Regions from separate parts of the Hordeum vulgare genome. Here region 1 is linked to region 2. A link is a contact called in public Hi-C data. All regions are on one chromosome and are shown on one strand. Each heading gives the region's core, a stretch centred on a gene start, on an enhancer-like site or on the middle of the called end of the contact. The rest is flanking DNA. Distances are from core to core; before and after follow the strand shown.

Region 1 (3,878 bases), core at 402-2,901, 150 kb after region 2:
AGATCGAACCCTGTTGACCGTCATATCGAGCCATGCAGCAAAAATCATTGATGGTAGCAAAAACAAGCAATGATGTAGCAAATTTCGAACACGAATGCAACAAATTCATCGTGGTCGTCGTCGCGAGGTCGCAACACCGCCTTGATGGATGTAGCAAAATAGTTCGCTGGTAGTTGCAAAATGCAACTACGGTTGCAGCAAAAATTCGTCGCAGCCATCGCTAGGTCGCAGATCCACTTTGATGGTTGTAGCAAAAAAGTTAGCCGGTAGTAGCAAAATGCAACTACGGTTGCAGCTTTCCTTGTTGGGCAGAGCCGATTGAAGCTTTCTGTGTCTATGGTTGAAGCTTTCTTCAACAACGTTCGAAGCTTTTTAATGACGGTTACAACACTTGTATGCGTGCGAGCCCAACCATTGTAGCATGCGACAAGGACGACAGGTGGAGGCTGGAACCGGCGGAGCGGGCGTCCGATAGGGCAGGCATCGGCGATGCGGGCGGTCGACGGGGACAGGCACGGACAATGCAGGCGGCAACAGCGCACGGGTCTCCCTTGCTTTTATGAGAAGTCCAATTTAGTGCAAGGGGCGCTAGGTGGGAGCACCTATGTGACTCTGTCTGCGTCAAAACAGGTGAGCTTTCGCATAGGGGCGGCTGACCTCGACCGGTCCATTCTATTTCCCCTTCTATTTCCTTCTACTGTACATTTTTCTTTGCTCTTTCGTTTTTTCTTTTTCATGTTTGTTTTGTTTTAAAATATTTAGAAATTTCAAAAAAATATCTTATTTTCAAAATTTGCTCAAAATTTCAAAAAAAAAATCGTGTTTCAAAACGTCTTTCAGGAATTGTAGCTTTTTTTACATGTTCAAAAAATGTCCGTGTTTTAAAAAATGTTCAGTAATTTGAAAAGAATGTTCTCGTTTTCAATTTGTTTATGCTCATATTTCCAAAAGTAGTTCAGAATTTTCAAAATATGTTTTGAGCAATTTTTGACAATATTTTGAAATTGTTAACAAGTCCTGATAATAGATATATTTTTTAAAATTTTGAACAATTTTCGAGAAACACAATTTTTTTTCAAAAAATATGAACAATATTTCAACAAGAGAAGAAACTTTTAAAAATCATGTAGTTTTTTGAATACGAGAACAATTTCTGAAACATGAGTATTTTCGAAAATATGACATTTTGCAAGAAGAACATTTTTTGCAATTCCAAACATTCCAATTCTTTTTTGAAGCACGAACATTTAAATACAAATTGTGTACAAAATTTAGAACACAAGATTTGTTTTGGAAAAACATGAACATTTTTCAAAAATGTCGAACCTTTTTTGAAAATCCCAAACATTTTAAGAAAATCGCTATCATTTAGTATAGTTATGAATATTTTCTAAAAACAGCAATGAGTTAAAATTTAAAATATTTGTATAAAAGCAAGAACATTTTTCGAATTTCAAAAACATTTTTCAAGCATGAACTTCGTTTGAAAAAATAAAATAACCTTGGAAAACAAGGAAAAAGAAGAAACATAACCCAAATAAGAAAATAAGCACGAAATACCGTTTTTGAAATGCCGCTCGGTCGCTCACCTGAGCGAAGCTCCGGCTCTTTGACACAACGAGCAGCAAATAGGGTTTTATGTTCTAGGTGACGTGCAAACACGCAGCCCCACTCCCCACTGTGCGCTTCTGGATCGGCCAATGTGTCGAGGCAGCCACCCTTCTGCTTTGTTGTCTTTTTTTTTTTTAAACAACCATAAATCCAAAAATATTCTGAACTTCAGATAATGTTCACGTATTTTTATTAATTTGGATTTCAAAAAACAATGTTCACAAGTTTAAAAATTGTCCCCGCATTTCAGAAAGTGCTCCAAATTTCAAACAGTGTAAGTATTAAATATATATTTTAATTTAAAACAGGTTCGTTTTTTAAATATGTTACTAGCTAATTTAAAAATATGTAACTTACAAATATATTCATTAATTAAGAAATAAATTAATAAATGTTAAAAGGCATTCTCCAATTCAAAATGCGTTCATGAGTTAAAAGAATACCAAAATGGAAGGAAATATTAGTCAGTCCAGAATACATTGATAATTTAAAAAAATCGCTAATATTAAAAAATGTTTGTTAATTCAATAAAGTTCGTCGATTCGAGTTTTTTTCAGGAATTTCGAATATGTTCTTGAAATTAAAAAAATGTTCATGAAATTCAAAGAAATATTCAGGAACTCAATTTTTTTCATAAATTTCTAAATATATTTCATATTCGCCTGACCAAAAGGGGCAGGCCCATTGAGTACTGTAGCTATATCTCGTTCTTCTCGTGTGTTTCTTTCTGGCCGAATCTAATTTTCTTTTTTGTTTCTGTCCATTTTATGCCGATTTTGTTAATTTTTCCATTTTCGTTTTTTTATGTTTTTAATATAAAAGTTGTTAACTGTTCACAAATTCGTGTATATTTTTTCTTAAATTCATGAACTGCCGGATTTTTTTACTCAAGTTCATAAACCTTTTCAAGTTCATGCGCACTCTTGAACATTTATCTTAAATTCTTGAGCTGTTTTGGATTTTGAGATATTTTTCTCAAATTCGTGATTGTTGTTCAATTTCATGAATTTTTTTAATGTTTTATTTTTTTGAATTCACAAACTCTTTTCAAGTCCATATTTTTTTTAAATCCATAAACTTTTTAAAATGTGAACAATTTTGAACTACATTGGCATTTTGTGAAAGCTGTGATTTGTTTTAGATTTGGGAACTATTTTGCAGTTCGTGGGGCTTTTTCGAATTCACAAACTTTGTCGGAATTCATGTTTTTAAAATATGACTATTAATTGTGTTACCTATTCTACTCTTGTGTATTGCCGCAAGACCCTTGAAGATGCTAGTCTTCGATAGGACTAGGTCTTCTTTCTCTATTCTCGCATTGCTGGAGTCAGTCCATATATAACACCTCCCCTTGATACTGATGCATACTTAGCATAGTTTTGATGTCAGTCTTGCGAGTTCTTTGGATGAGTACTCACCGTTGCTTTGCTCCCTCTTTTCCCCTTCATCTGTTGCTGCGATCAGATGATGGAGCCCAGGAGGTGGCGTATCACCCCACCGACGACTGCTACCCCGACGGTGCCTTCTTCTACGTGGAGGCCGCTCAAGACCAGGAGTAGTTAGGAGGCTCCCAGGCAGGAGGCCTCGCCTCGTTCGATCGTTGTATCTTTTGTGCTAGCCTTCTCTAAGGCACCTCATGTTTCATGTCTGTACTCAGATATTTGTTGCTTCCGCTGACTCGTGTGTTTATCGAGCTTCTGTATTCTAGCCCTCGAAGCCCCTGACTTGTAATATGAAGCTTGTATGTTTTATTTGTGTCTAGAGTTGTGTTGTGATATCTTCCCGTGAGTCCTTGAGCTTGGTCGTACGCATTTGCGTGTATGATTAGCGTACGATCAAATCGAGGACGTCGCAAAGTGTCAACGAGGAACTAACGGAAACATCCCATCGAGGTAGTTACAGTTTAACATGATATTATGCATCGGAATGAAATGCTAAATAAGACATGCATGAAAGTATTCTCTTAAACATGGTCAAGGGTTTGCTTGCCTTGCTCAACAAAGTCCCCGGGGTATTCAAAATCTTCTGGTCCAAGTCCCTCGCGAGCAACGCAATCTATCATCGCAATATTAACGGAAAAAAATAACCACTCAACCAAAAACTGAGAAAATAATCTACTCAAAAGAATGTCACACCATTTTAAAAAAATACTATGATGAGTATATGTACTGTAATAATTATTGGGTTTTATTTCTGGACTATAAAAAGTTGTAGAAATTATTTTAATAAAGTGTTTAAATGTCTGAAACAGTGTTTTAAAACAAAAC
Region 2 (3,760 bases), core at 668-3,167:
AAGCGTGTTTTCTGGTTTTTTTTTTACGAGAGGCACTGTTTTGCTTTTGTCAGAGTCATGATTTTGCTTTCGCGAAAGGCACAACCTCTCGACAACAAAAAAAATGATTTTTCGTCTTTTTACAAGAGGTGTGGCCGTGCCTCACGGAAGTAGAAAAAAAGAACGTGTTTTCTGTTTTTTAGAGAGGCAAGGTTTTACTTTCACAAAATGGAAAATATGTGTTTTTTTCATGAAAGACACGGTTTTACTTTTGTTAGAGGCACGGGCGTACCTCTTGGAAATGAGAAAAAAAAACATGTTTTCTGTTTTTTTTACGAGAGTCGTGATTTTGCTTTCGCAAGACACGGTTTTGCCTTTGTAAGAGGCACGGCCGTGCCTCTCGAAAACGAAAAAAACGTATTTTTTGTTTTTTCTATCTGAGAGGCACAGTTTTTTCTACTTGTATTTTTTGTCTTATTTTTTCGTGAATTTTTTTTTGTTAAAACCTATCAACATGAAATCTAGTTTTGAAGATCTTGGTACGAGAAACCGAAAGGTAAAAATAGTTTGTGATTTGAACGCATGATATAAGAGATAAAACATTTAAAAAATAAGAATCAATAAAAAAGAAAAACTCTTTGGTTGCGACTAGTGACACACATATATCACGTCACTTGTCGCAAACTAAAAAGGTGAGAGTGATCTTTGAAAGGATTACTCCTCGATTTGTGATTTCGCATTCTGAAACTTTTCACTAAGACTCAATAAAAAAATCTGGAACCTTTCGCCCTGTTATGGGAAGGTTTTAGCAGGATTTAGTTCTTTTTTCCACTTTTTTTCTACTTTGTTTTTCCATTTTTTTCCTGTTGTATGTTTTCCTTTTTTTTGTCGTTTCCTCTTTTTATTTCCTTAATTGTCAGAATATTTTCAGATTTACAAATATCTTTTAAATTCAAGAAAATTTTAAAATATGATTTTATTAAATTTGTTAAATTTGAATCCGCTTACAAATGTTTTAATTCATGAACTCTATATCGACAAACCTCTGTGAATTTGTAAGCGTTTTTGTAAGTTCGCAAACAATTTCTACAAAACAGCTTAAAAACTGAAGAGCATTTTTTTTGAATTAGTATACATTTTGAAATCCCTGAAGAAAAATTCTAATTCGTGATTCTACAAAACATTTGTGAACAAATTATAATATTCTTGAACAGTTTCTAAATACTGGAACATTTTGAAGTTTTTGAACATTTTCAAATTCGTGAAATTCTTAGGAATTTATTACATTTTTTAAAATTTGCGATAAATTTTGCAATTCACATAGTTTTTTTCAAATTCGTGTGCATTTTCGAAATTCTCGGTTTTGTGAATTCACGTACATTTCCTATTTCACCATATTCTATATTTTTATGAATATGGTTGGAATTCATAAATACTTTCCCAAATTCACAAACATTTTTAAAAATCGATGAACATTTTTTCAATTAGTGTATTCACTTTTCGATTCACAAACATTTTTCAAACTCTTGAATGGTTTTTCACAATAAGGAACAGATTTTGAATTTGCAAACTTTTTTTATTAATGAACTATTTTCTCTGTAAAGTTTGGTTCAATTTGTGATTTTGTTTTAAAATTTGCTAACATTTTTGAAATCATGACTAGTTTTTGAAATTCATGAATATTTTTTGATATGATGAAATTTTATAAATTTGTGATTGATTTCAAAGTTCATGATTGTTTATCAATGGGTGAGCATTATATAATTGACATTTCTTCGTATTTCTCAATATTTTAAGCTAATTAAACCTACAAAAATAAAAACAAGTAAAATTAAAAAATCGGAAAGGAAAAACAGGCTTGCACTCGCTAGCTAGACCCGGTCGCTCGTTGTGTGACAAGGAGCAGCTCTAGGTGCGCTCCCCTCTATACAAAGCGCTCTGTGACAAAATGTCAATATAGTGCACAGGTGGGACCGACTGGGCTGGCCTGCTTCGGCACTGCTGCAATAGTGATAGTTCTCCAGCTTGTGATAAAAACAAACGACTATAGGAGGCAAGATTATTAAAAGTGTTACCTAGTTTACCGAGGAAATAACATTTCTCTTAAATAATTGTGAGTTAAAAATGTACATGAAATTTTAAAAAAGTTGATGAAAGATTTGTTATATATATGCGATTTCTAATTATATATATAACTAAAACATGATTGTGTAAAAGTTTAGTCAAGTTTACTTAATTATTCACAAGAAAATGTTCCTGGACTTAAATATATTGATTCCCTTCAAAAATACTAAGTTTATAAATGTTCCTCAAACTCAGATACTATTCATATAAATGATTTATATTCTCCATAAGAAAATGGATTCTAAGAAATGCTCTAGAATTTAGACAATATTCATACATATTTTTCTAGAATTAAAAATTATGCTTATATTCAGTAAATGTATCCCATTTTTAACATATTCTTAATTTTCTAAAATTCTTGGCATTTTAAAAATATATTCAAATTTTGTAAAATTTACATTATTAGAAACCCCATGAATCTTGATTTTTTGAATGAATGGTACAAAGTTGAAAATTAGATTAAGAGAACAAACTGAAAATAGTAAATAAGAAGGAAGAAGGAACATAATAAAAACAAAAACTAAGAAACAAAAACAAAATGAGAATAAAAATGGTAGAAAATAACAAAATGAAAAAGGGGGGAAATCAGGAAGAAAACCATATACACAAAACCTGAATGCAATAGGGAAAACAGCTACAGAAACAACATGGAAAAAAATGCTCGCCCTTGCCTCTTTGTGCTTAGCACTCGTTGTTATACTTGGCCATCTTCGGCCTAGCCCGGCCGACCCGGCCCGAAATTTCACGTCACCAGGGTCGGGCTAGGCTTCAGCTTGGCCTGGCATATTTAGATTTTAAGGAAGAGGTCCGGCCCAAGGCCCTAGGCCCGCCTAACTTTTCAACACATGGCCCAGACTTGGGCTTGAAAAGTAGGCCCAATGGTAGGTACAGGGCCGGGCATGGGCCTCAGTTTTCTACTATGGGCTTTTTAGGCCCGGTCGGGCCCATGGCCACATATACTCGCTGTAGAGTAGGGTGGCCAATAGATCGGCACGCCACACAAAGAGCCAAATGAGGTTTGCCCCCGAGAGCATCTCTAGCCGTTCAGCCCCCAAGAGACGTGAAATAGCGTCCCATGGGGGCGCGGCGGCGAAAAAATAGGACCGGGGGGGGGGGGTGCTCGGGTTCCTATTCGCCACCCAAAGGTCGCCATAACTGGTTTTTGAAAAAAAAAACTCGACCCAAATTCGCCCCAAAATGACTCAAATTCGAAGGAAATTCATAGTTTTTCATTGAAATTGCTACAAAAGTGAAATAAAAACATAATTAAAACCTAACTACGTCGCCACCGCCCGCGGTCTCGTCGTCGGCAGCCATGGCGAGGTGCTCATGCTTGACGGGGAGGAGCCCCGACTCCGTGTTAGGCTTGACAAGGCGGGAGGAGGCGTTAGGCTAGTTGATGACGATGTCGCCGTTGCGCGTGCCCCGCCTTAGCGGCGTCTCCTCCGGCTCCGGCTTGACGGGGAGGAGCGTCGGCGACCCGGAGGAGCGGGAACGGGAGCCGGACGAGGACGACGACGCCGTCTCCATCCGCCTTAACGTCCAAGAGCTATCGCGACAGTGGGATAAGGCGGGTGGCCGAGCGAACCGCGGCGAGTTGTCATCCTCGATGTGCTCGAGGACGGCTTCCAATGTGCGGCCGGGTATGCCCCATCAT

What was found. A called contact is a pair of places that touch in the nucleus more often than the background predicts.
Region 1: a contact with region 2 is called in a Hi-C map of leaf, with 3 times the contacts expected there. The contact joins two enhancer-like sites. A contact is called at or near these places in 3 of 6 Hi-C or Micro-C datasets (leaf and seedling).

The regions. Positions count from the first base shown.
Region 1 is chr7H:520,296,365-520,300,242 of MorexV3_pseudomolecules_assembly, forward strand. No RefSeq gene overlaps it. Among protein-coding and RNA genes, the nearest start is that of LOC123411684, 15 kb to the right of the region's middle. Within about 2 kb of position 1,652, at least 2 of the 3 cell types and tissues checked have open chromatin away from gene starts, as enhancers often do. A contact at or near this core is called in leaf, where this site is marked.
Region 2 is chr7H:520,144,349-520,148,108 of MorexV3_pseudomolecules_assembly, forward strand. No RefSeq gene overlaps it. Among protein-coding and RNA genes, the nearest start is that of LOC123410353, 75 kb to the left of the region's middle. Within about 2 kb of position 1,918, at least 1 of the 3 cell types and tissues checked has open chromatin away from gene starts, as enhancers often do. A contact at or near this core is called in leaf, where this site is marked.